Linked DNA regions of Hordeum vulgare: region 1 is linked to region 2. Evidence: chromatin contacts called from public Hi-C data. All regions are on one chromosome and are shown on one strand. The core of a region is the stretch at or near the end of the contact, and the rest is flanking DNA. Distances in the headings are between cores, read along the strand shown.

Evidence for each region. A called contact is a pair of places that touch in the nucleus more often than the background predicts.
Region 1: a contact with region 2 is called in a Hi-C map of leaf, with 6 times the contacts expected there. The contact joins two enhancer-like sites. A contact is called at or near these places in 3 of 6 Hi-C or Micro-C datasets (leaf and seedling).

What each region holds. Positions count from the first base shown.
Region 1 is chr1H:422,272,480-422,278,731 of MorexV3_pseudomolecules_assembly, forward strand. No RefSeq gene overlaps it. Among protein-coding and RNA genes, the nearest start is that of LOC123442134, 28 kb to the right of the region's middle. Within about 2 kb of position 4,427, at least 1 of the 3 cell types and tissues checked has open chromatin away from gene starts, as enhancers often do. A contact at or near this core is called in leaf, where this site is marked.
Region 2 is chr1H:422,043,859-422,050,097 of MorexV3_pseudomolecules_assembly, forward strand. No RefSeq gene overlaps it. Among protein-coding and RNA genes, the nearest start is that of LOC123442124, 170 kb to the left of the region's middle. Within about 2 kb of position 4,748, at least 2 of the 3 cell types and tissues checked have open chromatin away from gene starts, as enhancers often do. A contact at or near this core is called in leaf, where this site is marked.

The sequences.
Region 1 (6,252 bases), core at 3,177-5,676, 230 kb after region 2:
ACCTCTTTCTGAGAGTTACCTTGCAGCTGGCTAGTCATTCAGAAAGCTTACTGCCATCTCCATAGCCTTCATATATAGATCTATCGGACATGGAGGAGACGAAGGAGAGCGCAAAGCTTGAGAGGCTGCGCAGTGCAGTGAGGCAGCAGAAGGGGAAGCTGTACATCATCAGGAAATGCATCGCCATGCTCATCTGCGGCAGCCCCAGGTGTGTATTCTCTTGAACTAGTTCTGTCACGTTCTGACCCAGTTACTTAATTAGTGTATTGTATTGTATGTTTGTGTCAAGATTTGATAATATGTAAGCATGGCACTCTTATAACAGGATATACTGAGAGATAATCTAGTTAACCCTGCCATGCATGTCCCCTTTGTGCAGGCATATATGGGAACAGATACCCCGCAAAAAAGAAAAACAATACATTTATTTGCTTCCTAAATGTTTTAATCCGATCAACTAGTTTTGACTAATTCCAATCATTTACACCAAAGGAGATCGATTTTTAAGGATTGCTTTTCTAAAACTAACTTTGGATTTTTGGTAGATCAACTGGTCTACGATTGGTCCACCAATATGTGAACCTTAATTTCGAATAAAGTTGTGATCGCGACTTTTCGATCCTTTAGACCATCAGTGTCATGACTTTCATAACAAATAAGTATAGGTCAATTACATGCATGTATGTGAATGTGTAATGGCGCAACTGATACTCCCTCCTTCCAAATATGTTAAGGCCTCTGCAAATTTGGGCCAAACTTTAAACACGAATTTGACTAGCAAATTATGAATTAGATGCGACAAAAAATAAACCATTAGATTCATATTATTTTTCAATAGTATATATTTTGTGGCATATACATCATATTATGCTAGTCAATAGCATGGTCAAAGTTAGTTATCCTCAATATTCGAGGGAGCCTTAGATTTTTGGAAGGAGGGATTGGCTAATGAATCAAGTCCGCACATACAGTATAGGGGGTCAGGTTAATTTGATCTGTGATTGACTTTTAAACAGTTTGATGAAGCCGGCCACTAATGTCACACAGACCGAAAATATTGAATCCAGTGCATGAACTATAGCATTGATACTTCAAACACAACATATGATTTGTTTCGGAAAACACCTAGTACAACTTGGACGCAATAAAAAAACATCCCCACCAAAAAAATACAACCTAGACGCACGCTACAACACTCACACATTATTAGCTAAAGATCAAAGTTGATGGGCTCAAGATTGACGAAGCCAACGTTGATGCCTTGCTATCAACAGGAACACCGCCTCCCACCAAAAGAATAGTCTACCTTAATATACATGGAGATCATCAAATATATATGTGGTTTGATCCCTACTTGGTTGGGACTTGGGAGTACAACTAGCCCAGTAGACATCAACTAATCATTGGAGCTACAAGCATAACATAAGATCATAACACTACCATCAACATCTTAATATTAGCTAATCATATGATGCTTACTTAAATAGCTTATTTTTGTCCAGGTATGAGTTGTGCTTAAAATATTGGAATTTTTCACGTGAGCTTAAGATTTAAAGTGAACTTAATTTGGTGTGACACAACTCACGAGGGGCAAGATTTCCTTAATTCAAGAAGCGGGGCACAATCTGAAAAAGAAAAGGTTGTGCACACTCTAATAATCAACGTCTTATGCATCGGAGTAGTAAATAATTATCCACGTCGATGGTAACATCAAACCTTGTTTGTAACATCATAGTATTCTAGATTAAAACTAATCAGATCGAGCGGCTGTGTACATGGAAATTAGGGTTACAATGCAGATCTTCATCCTGGTAGCGAATCGAGATGATAAGGGCATGTAGAGATGTTGGGAAGATAGCCTTTCCTAACATCCATGTTGTCTGGATATGATAAAGTAAACTTGGTATCGGCTATAGTTGTTATCTATACCAACTAATATTTATGTTGTGTTTGACCAAAATTGAATAGTGGTTAAATATAATTAGAAAATATATGTTACAAGAGATGATCTCCGGTAAAATGGAGAAATTTGTCTTCTCTTCAGTGCCAAGAGATCATCCCTTGGTGAAGAGAAGTCAAACAACCTTTTTTGATTATTTCTCTCCCTCTTACAAGTCAAAATTTATCATATATGCCATCATTAAGCTAATGCTGGCATCCGCCCATTGTTCATGCCCTGCGATGAATCATTTCATCAGTGTGTGTGTGGTTAGGATTACCTCCACATGGGGCGACAAGAGGTTGCCTTATATAAAGGGGCAGCAAGTGCAATAACAATGGTCATACACATTTTTGGAAATTGTACTAATAACTAACATCAAGATAAAAAAAATACACTTATTATTTATGTGCGGAAATTAGTTAGAGTATCACCCTGTCGACCATCAAGGAAATGATCTCAATGGCCAGACTTGTAGCTATAAGCAATTAAATGGTAAAAAAAAAATCTTAGGAGCCTGGTAAAGTCATTAGACATTGTTTAATAAGGAAAGGGGTAGGGGAGGGGCCCACAATGAAACTGGACAATTTCGGGCAAACCATAATACTGTTACCGAGTATTATTACCCTATGTGTTAAACATTACTTTTCATAGTCACAATTAGTCACTTAGAAATATGTGCGAGCGAGAATAATTTTAACTTCTATAGGAAAATATAGTGTCATCCACACGACTAATTTTATTATTATAGATCTATTGAAATGCCCATCCATAATGCATACATGTTTTATTGGGAGTGATATATTTTCATATAAATTGATGATTAAGAGTGTCACATTGCAAGTTTTATTGGAAGTAATATATTTGCATAGAAATTGATGATTAAGAGTGAATGCAATGTGTAAAATGATTTGCATTGCGATCAAACACATATGCAGCGGTATACAATATTTTTAATATCTGGCTCTTTATTACTATATAATTATTACGTAATTTAGATGAAATCAATTTAATTTGTGAGGCATTGAATCCGATTACATTAGAGATGGTTGAGACCGTTTGGATTATATGATTTCCCTTACTCCATATCCAGACAAAAGACATTAATTTTAGATTATACTCCCTCAGTCACGATTTAGAAGCCACAGTTAAACTTGCGTGCGTTTCCAAAATAGGACAAGGTTTAAGGCGCGAAAACAATTACTCCTATTAATTAGTACTAGTACTACTCATGCATGCGTCCTCCCAATTTATTGGCCACGCATTAGTACTATTATTTTCTCAGTTGATTAGGCGCATTAGCATGTACACATGCTACATGTCACAACCAATCGATGACTACCTTGGTCCCAGAGATTTTCCAAGCGTGCCTTCTAAACCATGACGGAGAGAGTACTAGACAATATATCTGACACGTTGCTGCAAAAACTTTTTAAAATAAATGTATAAATATGTGTTTAAAATAACTAAAACTAATGCAAAAGAAAATCTAAGAGTATTCTTAATTTACATTCTTTTAACCCGTAGAACATATGAATCATGTGCCAAATGATGTACAAAAATGAGAAATTGTTGGCTTGTAGTTATTGAATGTCATTTGCAAACATAAATATGAATCATGGAGTACGTAGATGTGCTCCAAGCATCTCACACACACATAACATCTATGACAACATAAACTTAATTCAAACCATATAATTTCTGAGTGGCATGCATGATTTGCTAATGTGGCATGGTTGCATAAGTAAATTAATGCAAAAATCTGTAACTCATGATTGGCATGCGTAGGTGCTGATGTAAGATGGAAGCCACCTAGTGCATGCCGCCGTCGGCTGCATGGGCTATATTTTCTTGTTACGCTCATGTATCTCTGTAATAAATTCCTCCCTTCCTTAATACTACTCTATAAATGAAATCAGCACCTTGCTATTGCATGCTTAGAAAATTATACTTGGTCACAACTACTTTCTCTGTCTCGGTGCATTAGGCATCTTATGAAAATCAAATAATCCTAAAACCCTAAGACACATTATAATAGTACTAGTTGCATGTATATTAATTAGACTCCATCTATTAATTGAAGGACCAATGCATGCAATTTATGTGTCATGTTTTTTGGATTTGAAGATGTTTTCTAATTAATAGGATGTTTTTAGTTAAGAAATGAATACTCTAATATGCCTAATGCACTGAGTAGTGTGATTGGCTTCCTTTACAATTTAATTTCTTCTCCTACCCAATCTCTACGTGCCTAGGTTGCAGTGCACCTTCTAATATGGCTAATGCACCGAGACGGAGGGAGTATTAAGAATAGAGAAATTGGGTGAATTAGTACAAGGACAGTTAATGGCCGGCCAACATCCATGTTCACTTGAGGAAACGGAGAGAAAGAGAATAAGCAATCAAGTGCATAGATCGAAGTGATAGCAACCCTCAAGTGAGATGTGACAACACAACGTATAATTCGTACCGGTGGCATAATTGGAGTATATATCATAGTCATTAACTAGCGACAAAGAAAGAACTGCATTGAAAGAGCTGCATGCATCCTAGCTACACTCCGCAGACCAATCATATGAACAAAAAGGTTGAGTTTTCTGTGGAAACAAAAAAGTTGAGCTGACAGGAACAATAAACCCGATCGATCACGTGAAAACTTATCTGGCCAAACGACTGATGTAAAGCTTGTCGAAAAGAAATAAAGAGATTTCATTGCCACTGCATGCATGCAGCTTTAGTACTATTAATTCGGAAGGCGATTTCTTATGTATGATGGTACCTACACATCTTTTAGTATTTGTGTTTTTTTATATACGAGGTGTCGATTTTAATGATATTGGCACACGTGCATTTTTATTGTATATGAATGACTTTTTTTATTTTTATTTGTTTTTTGTTATCTTTTTGACATAAATGTTTTTTCATTGGACATAAAAGGCATTTCTCACTTCTCTCGGTCTTCTTTCCTTGCCTTTTTGGCATAATTGCATGTTTGCTTGCATGGCTGATCCAAAATCACGTTATTTTTCATATTTTAAAATAATTTATTAAATTATTTAAAGATAAAAATTGAGGCCATGTGTACCTACCACCATAGATACAAATTATTTCTGCTATTAATTTATTGACCATTTGCATCTTTGCATGAGTTGCACGTCAGGATGAAGAACGAAGACAATGAAAAATAGCTAGGTTGTTGGTACAGATCCCAAATCTTGGTGACACAGATGTCGAGTTTTTTCTGACAAACTGCGCGCACAAGCTGCAGCCGATTACCTCCGATTGCTTCAATGAAGACGCACACGTACAATAGTAAACAAGCAGGCAAGCACCCTGGTGGATGGATTATCGGGTACGTGGTTAGCACAGATCAAGTCGTCGGTAGTAACTCACGCGAGAAAACACACGAGGCACGTTGATGGCAACATGACCATGTCGGTCCTGTACTTTTGTGTTACTTTGCGGTCTAATTTGATTAAAGGGGTATACTACATATACATAGCAGCTAGGAGCGTGTAAGCTATCCTACTCGGATACATACTTTAGACCTACAGCTATAGGTGATTCTACGTGCATGAGTCGGACATGTATCAGGTCATGGTTATTTCTAACAATCACCCCCTTAAACACGACGTCATTACATTACAGCTTGACGCCAATCCTTCTTCGTATCTCTATGATCTTCTCCCGATCCAAAGCCTTGGTTAGGATGTCCGTTAGATGGTCATCGGTGCGATTATAGTTGATCTCCGTCTTCTCTTCTTCCATGCAGTCCTTTATGTAGTGATACATCGTATCAATGTGCTTGCTCCATTCACGCCGCACTAGATCCTCGCGTGGAAAAAGTATAGACTCGTTGTCAACATTGAGCACCATTTGTTTCGAATCTCGATACATGAGATCATCATGTAGTCTTCCTAGCCACACACTTTGACACTCTACTTTACTTGAAGTCGATGTCACCACTTTCTGCTTTTGTGATAGCCAGCTTACTACGCTTCTACCAAGGAAATATGCCACGTTCGAGGTACTCTTACGACCGTGAACAATTCCTTCCTTGTCACTATCATTGTAGCCGAGTAGTTTCACCATCTCCTTCCTGCTCCGCTCAAGACGAGGTTCCATTGAAGCATCAATTGGATTGCAATCTTTCATGTCACAATTTTCAAGTACCTTCCTTGCATATGCCTCCTGGCATAGTATGATCCTTCCGGCTTTTGATGTACCTCTGGCCCGAGGTAGCAACTCAAAAGACCTTGATCATCCATCTTGAAAAGCTCCTTCATTTGTATCTTGAACTTTGCAATCACCTC
Region 2 (6,239 bases), core at 3,498-5,997:
GCCCTTGCTCGTCTTCTTCTTCTTCTTCTTTGGTGGCGGCTTAGTTGTTTTCTGGGCGGTCACTTTTGGCCTTCGAGACCAAAATGGGTCACCTTTCTGATGGATAGAATCAAAATTCAAACCTGGAACAGTGGCACACATGTTGAAAGAGGTAGAAGGAGGCGACTTAGATTGTTACCGGTGGAGCTGGGTTGGTGACGCAGAAAGGCTTGAGCCCGACCTTGGCACAATTCTCCAAGGACTCGCCGGTTAACTTCTTGATTATTTCAAGAATTTCTTTCTCGGTGAGTCTTTTATGATGAAAGCATTGCGGATGGTTCACGCTGCAATCGTATTCACACATCAGACCATTCCGGCGACTTAGAGGAAGAATGTTCCACTCCACCCAGCAACGGAATAGGTCAACCCCGGTGAGCCCATTATTGGTCAAAGACCGCAGCTTGGAGAAGATGGGAATGAATTCCGATTCTTCTTCTTCGGTAAGCTTCTCTGGAAGCTTGAAGTCCATGGGTAAGCGATCTTCTCTATAACCCGGAAGTGGGTTCTCACCGGGAGGAGAAGTGTCACGGCAATAGAACCAAGACTTGGCCCAGCCTTTGGGATGGCTGGGCAGGAGAACAGACGGGAACCCGCGTTCACTGCGCCGCTGGATGTTGACCCCCCCCCCCAAGTTCCTAGTTGGGTCGGTTACAAAATCGGTCTGGCGGTTCAGATGGAAGAAGTTCCAAAATGATGGAACTGTGGGCTCTTTCTGCAAATATGCTTCGCAAAAAACTTGGAACTGACAGAGATTACTGATGGAATTGGGTCCCACGTCTTGAGGGTGAACGTTGAGGAAATGCAGAGCGTCTCTAAAGAACTTTGATCCGGGCGGCTTGAAGCCTCGTTCAAGATGATCAATGAAAATAACTACTTACCCCTCGACAGGATTGGGAATCAGCTCGCCTGGGGCGGTCCGCCAACCAGTGACTTCCTTGTTATCCAGATGACCCGACTTGACAAATTTCTCAACGAAGGTGTCATTAATCTTGGTTGGTAGCCAATCGCATTTTGAGATGCTACCCATGACTACAAAAAAGAACAGGGCGGCTTGTTAAGGACCATAAGACGTGCTAACTCGCTAGTTGGAGATCTACAATATGTTTGTAAGGGCCTTATGACTCGCCATTAGGTGACCAAGAAAAGAGACCTGAATATGAGGATATTCTAACTCGCTAGTTGAAGCAACTTATGGAATGTCTACGAAGGCGTTATGACTCGCCCTTCGGTGATTAAGGGTGTAGCTTTGGCAATGTTCTAACTCGCTGTGGTTGAGGGTGGCGAGTGGCGACTCAAAAAGGATTCTTTCCTTAGGATATTCCCGGAGTGGGATAAACAAGTTTCTAAAAACAAGCAATGAAATACGGATCTACGGGTGGATCAAATTAAGGAAATAATACTCAAAACGAGGCTGCAAAGACTACGAACGCCCGAGAGTGATAAGGGTGTCTCATGAATCTATGCAGTAAATACATCCAAATGACCAACAAATACGGCGGTGCTACTGTATTCTACTACTACGAAGGATCTATCGGAAGTATAGTTGATGGATCGAGAATGAGAAGGGGTCATCGTTGCATTCCGGGATGAACTTAGACGAACATGGCAGCAAGGTCTAACCCTAATGGGGAAAGAAGCTTACCTGAGAAAGGAGGATGATTCCCGGAAGAAGATGCGGAAGGTTCGCGACGGATCTTGCTCCTCCGGTCGGCCTCCGGACGTCCGGGCTGAGATGGCTGGCGGCGAAGCTTCGGGAATGGCGATGAGACACGGGCGCTGTCGCGAGGAATACGAAGGGCGATGAAGGAGCCAAAGCGGGGGTAGGTGACGGTGCCCCCACTCCCCCCTCAGATATTTAACGGCCAGGTGCTGTAATTGAGGCGGCAGGCGCGGGAATAGAGGTGACAAACTGAAAATTTGCAATGATGGCGCCTGGATTTTTGGGGTAAATAAATGGCGATGCAAGAGATCCGTTGGGTGGTTACGTCATTAAGCCCCGAAAATGAAGGGATAAGGTGATGTCATCGAAAACTGCTTGGCGGCTCAAATAATTCATGACGGATTGCGGCTTATCATTCATCAAAGGATAGGAGTAATACAAGTCGCCCCAAAATGAGTGGAAGTTTATTGGCGTGAATAAATTCAAGACAATCTAGGGCCTAATGTTGGGGATATTACCTGCGTGTAACCCGCCCTAACTGGGCCGGGTCACTAAAGGGGCGACTCATCTATTGGCGATACAAGCCTTGGCCCAAGTGGCCCAGGAGCCGGATGGCGGTTCAGGAGATATACAGAGGATAGACCGCCAAGGAGGTTTCTAGTTTTGGAAAGCACGGCGACTTAGAGATAAAGCAAACCACGATCTATAGCGTTGCTAGGACTCTTGTAAATCCTAGGGCCTCGACCTGTATATAAAGGAGAGTCCCCGGGAGGATAGGGGAAGTTAGAAATCATCGAGAGCTAGGTCAGGCGAGTTACGCCCTCCTTGTAATCAAAACCATCATCAATCTACACAAAGCATGACGTAGGATTTTGCCTCCACATGAGGGGCCGAATCTGGGTAAATCCGAGTCTCGCTATCGCTCACCCCCTTTGAGTCGCCACCAAGGTGCGATGGCTCCTTCATTAAGTCCTTTCATGAGGACATCTGCCATGAGAAAACCATGACAGGCCTCCTCCTGGATCGGCTGGTGCAGGGGAGTGAAGGTGGAGTGTGGAGAGGTGAGAGATGGGTTCCGAAGCTCGGGGAAGGGGCTCTTTTTATAGGCGCCACGGGAGGATCTTCGACATTAATTTCGGTGAAGCAGAGGCTCGGGCAGGCGATTAGGTGGCGTGGATCAAACCTAACCACCACTGGGGTCTCATTTTTGACCAGAGGGGAGCTGGTCATCGACTGAGACAACAAGGCGACGACGCGGCCATTGCTGAGCTTTCGGTTGCAGAAACCGTGCTCTGAGCAGCTCGGGTCGTGGCGACGGTCTTCGCGGCGTGCACTGTCGATGGGGAACACACAGAGGCTGCTGAGGCAATGGACGGTGCCGGGCGGCGCGCGGCTGCATCAGGGAGATGCTGTGGCTGTTGCAGAGCCGCTGTCGGAGCTTGGCCGGCTCTGTCAGCTAGCCACCGACGGGGAGAAGCGTCCAAGGCTATGAGCGACGTAGGGGATAAGCTCGACGCACAGGATCGATGGCTAAGGTGACGACACTAGTGAGATTGATGAGGGGGAGAGAGCTGCGGCTCTGACTGAAGTTGGTCTAATTTAAATTCAGACAAACACAGTCAGAGTGCAGGTAAGGTGCTAGACGATTTGAAGAAGATAGCTGCTGGATGAATTTGGAGCTGAAAATTTGTTGGGAGCACTCTCATTGGAAGAAAAGGCACTCCGGAATTTTTCAGAATTTTTCGAGAAGTTTGAGACACGTTCGTAGAGAAAAATAAGTCTCTGTGGTCAAACTTTAGTCAAACAAAATTTGAAATTTTTGAACTTGGCAGCTCAAGGTTTCTGGTGGAAATGAGATAAGACACTAAGGGCTTCAAACTGCAAGAGTTTGGGGTCAAGACTCCAAAGGAACAAAGGGGTTCCTTTGCAAAATGGCAGGGGTTCAAACCGATTACAGAAAATCCCTTTTATTCAAATAAAATAATTAAGGGTGATCCATCCCTTCTAAAGTTTTGGAAAACATTCAAAATAAAACTTTAGGGCTAGGGAAGGTGTAAAAAGATTTAAAACACAAGGTGGTGAGTAAATCTTTTTGAAAGAAATAATAGAAGATTTATGGAAAGATTTCCAATTTTGCAAAAGAAAGAATATTCTCTTAACCAATTCATTTTGAGAAAGGGCCAAAAGAATATCTCTAAAACTTGTTTGGTGGAAAAGGAAGTTTCTAAAGGTTTTCTCAAGAAGGTTAGCAAGAGAGCTTCAAGTTTTGTTTGTCAAGCCAAAAATTTAAAAATTCAAGTAAATCAAGGAAATAAAAATTAAAAAAATCTTGAGTGTTACAAGGACCTTACGGGAGGTGATGACATGTAGTGTGATCATGCATAACATCATCGTCGAGGATGTGGATGACGATGCTGCCTTAACTTTGGAATTTGAGAACATGGTTGATCATATCCAACTTCCGGAACATAATCCAGCCATATTTGAAGAGCGGCCAACTCACAAGCAGCTGAAGAAAGATCTGAGTGAGTATCAATGGGCAGTGAAAAGGAATAACAATGTTGGAGTCGTAATATTTGAACTTTTTAAAATTTGAATTAGTGTTGCATGCGGCTATTTAAATGATTGTATCCTTTGTATGTGGCTATTTGATAGTGCGGACTTGAGAAAAAAATGAGCAAGGCTGGATGCATGTGACTAGTGTTGAATGTCGTTTATCCGCATCCGTGTATGTGGATTGATCCCCGTGTGGGAACGGATGGGAAAAAAATTAAGGGTTGCCGTTGGAAATACGCTAACATGGTTGTAGCCGAACGGGCGAGATGACTCCACGCACATCTCTGAGTCATTTTATTTTCTTTCATTTCTTTCTTTCTGCGAAAGAGGTATACACAGCGCAGGGAGTTCACAGAAAAATCTAGCGAGAAGAGACAAGCAACAAGCTTGCGCCTGGGAAGGATCGGCAGCAGGAGCATACTGGCGAGTCCTGTGTCGCCTATGGTCCTAAGGCGCGCAACGTCGCCGTTTACTGTGTCGCTTATGGTCGCTGGGCGCGCAACGTCGGCGTTCCCTGTGTCGCCCAAGCCCCCGGCCGCGCGACGTCGCCACGCGAGCAACCTCCAGCTGTCTCGTCGCGATCAACAAACAGCTTCGAGTGGTCCCCCACGGGAGATCGCCGACCAGTGACGTGTTAATTCAGGTACGGGATTGCTTCTGCCATGTTGGTTTCATAGTATAACGAAGTGCTGCTTGTAACTAACATTCCTTGCTGGGGAGATTCCCACATGACACCCCAAGTTTGGCATGCATACCGATACCATGGTTATTTTAATTTCCAACGGTCAACATCGCATGTCCAGCTCCAGATGTTTCTTTCCATATGCAGCAGCACCGGCCATGTCCCCGTCAGGCGCGTCCCGGCAGGGCGAGCAGGCTCTTTATAACCGCTGTGTTGTGTTCGCAGCCTCACGTACGTGGGTTCTGAACTTCCAAGTGACTAGGCAAGCAGAGGGTGTGAGGCTCTGAGCTCCCTCTCTCCCATGGGCCGGAAGAAGCTGCGGAAGATGCAGAGCGCGGCGCAGCAGCAGAAGGGGAAGCTCTACATCATCATGGCCTGCATCGCCCTGCTCGTCTGCGGATCCAAGACTCGTAAGTTTCTGGTGTCTAGTGCTGCTATACATTACTACTGCTGGCTGAGATCTTGGATCAATGTGGTAGCTATAGCTATAATATGCGTGGTGTACGGTGTAATGTCAGATGTCCATTCAGAGTTTCAGGCCACCGAAAATACTTTTATTCGAAGAAGAATGGTCCCTTGACTCTTACATTGATGCAGTACGTGGGTTCAACTAAAAAAAGTTCTAAACATAGAATTGGATGTCACTGTTATTCAACGGTATTTTGAACGTAGGGTTGACTGACAATATTTTAAAATATCCCTTGGCAAGCTATGACAGTCACCCACAAGTTTGATTCTTTTGTACAGAACCTTGTACAATAAGTAGAAATTTTCTTCGCCTTGCTTGAGTTTAGTGGGATTTCACAAAAATTGATGCGATAGTGTATACACCGATTTTAACAGAGCATTCACCGTCGTGCTTTGAACTTGCATGACATGGTTGCAGGTGTCAAACGGCAGAAAAAATAGCTTACTAGGAAGGAGTAAGCACTGTCATAATTCTCCAACTTGGATAGTGCAAAAATATTCAGCGTACGTACATGTGCAGCAAGGATGTGTTTGGTTTGAGGATATAGCAAAACGCGAACGGGTTGGTTTCATCAAGGCCATGGCAGCAGATTGATCACCGTACATTTTCCCAATGCCGTCCGTCCGTATCCTGTCCGTCAGTCCATGTTGCTAACTTGCTATTGCTAAGCTGCCAAGTTTTTGAGAAGCATTTGTATATATGGCTGATTAAATCCGTAGGTAATTATGGACGACAAATTATTATTTAAGTCCCATCTATGGTTGTAAAAATTACCACTTTTTGGCAAAATACAGTTACAAAAACGGCACACGTCCATTCTAGGGTTCCAGCTG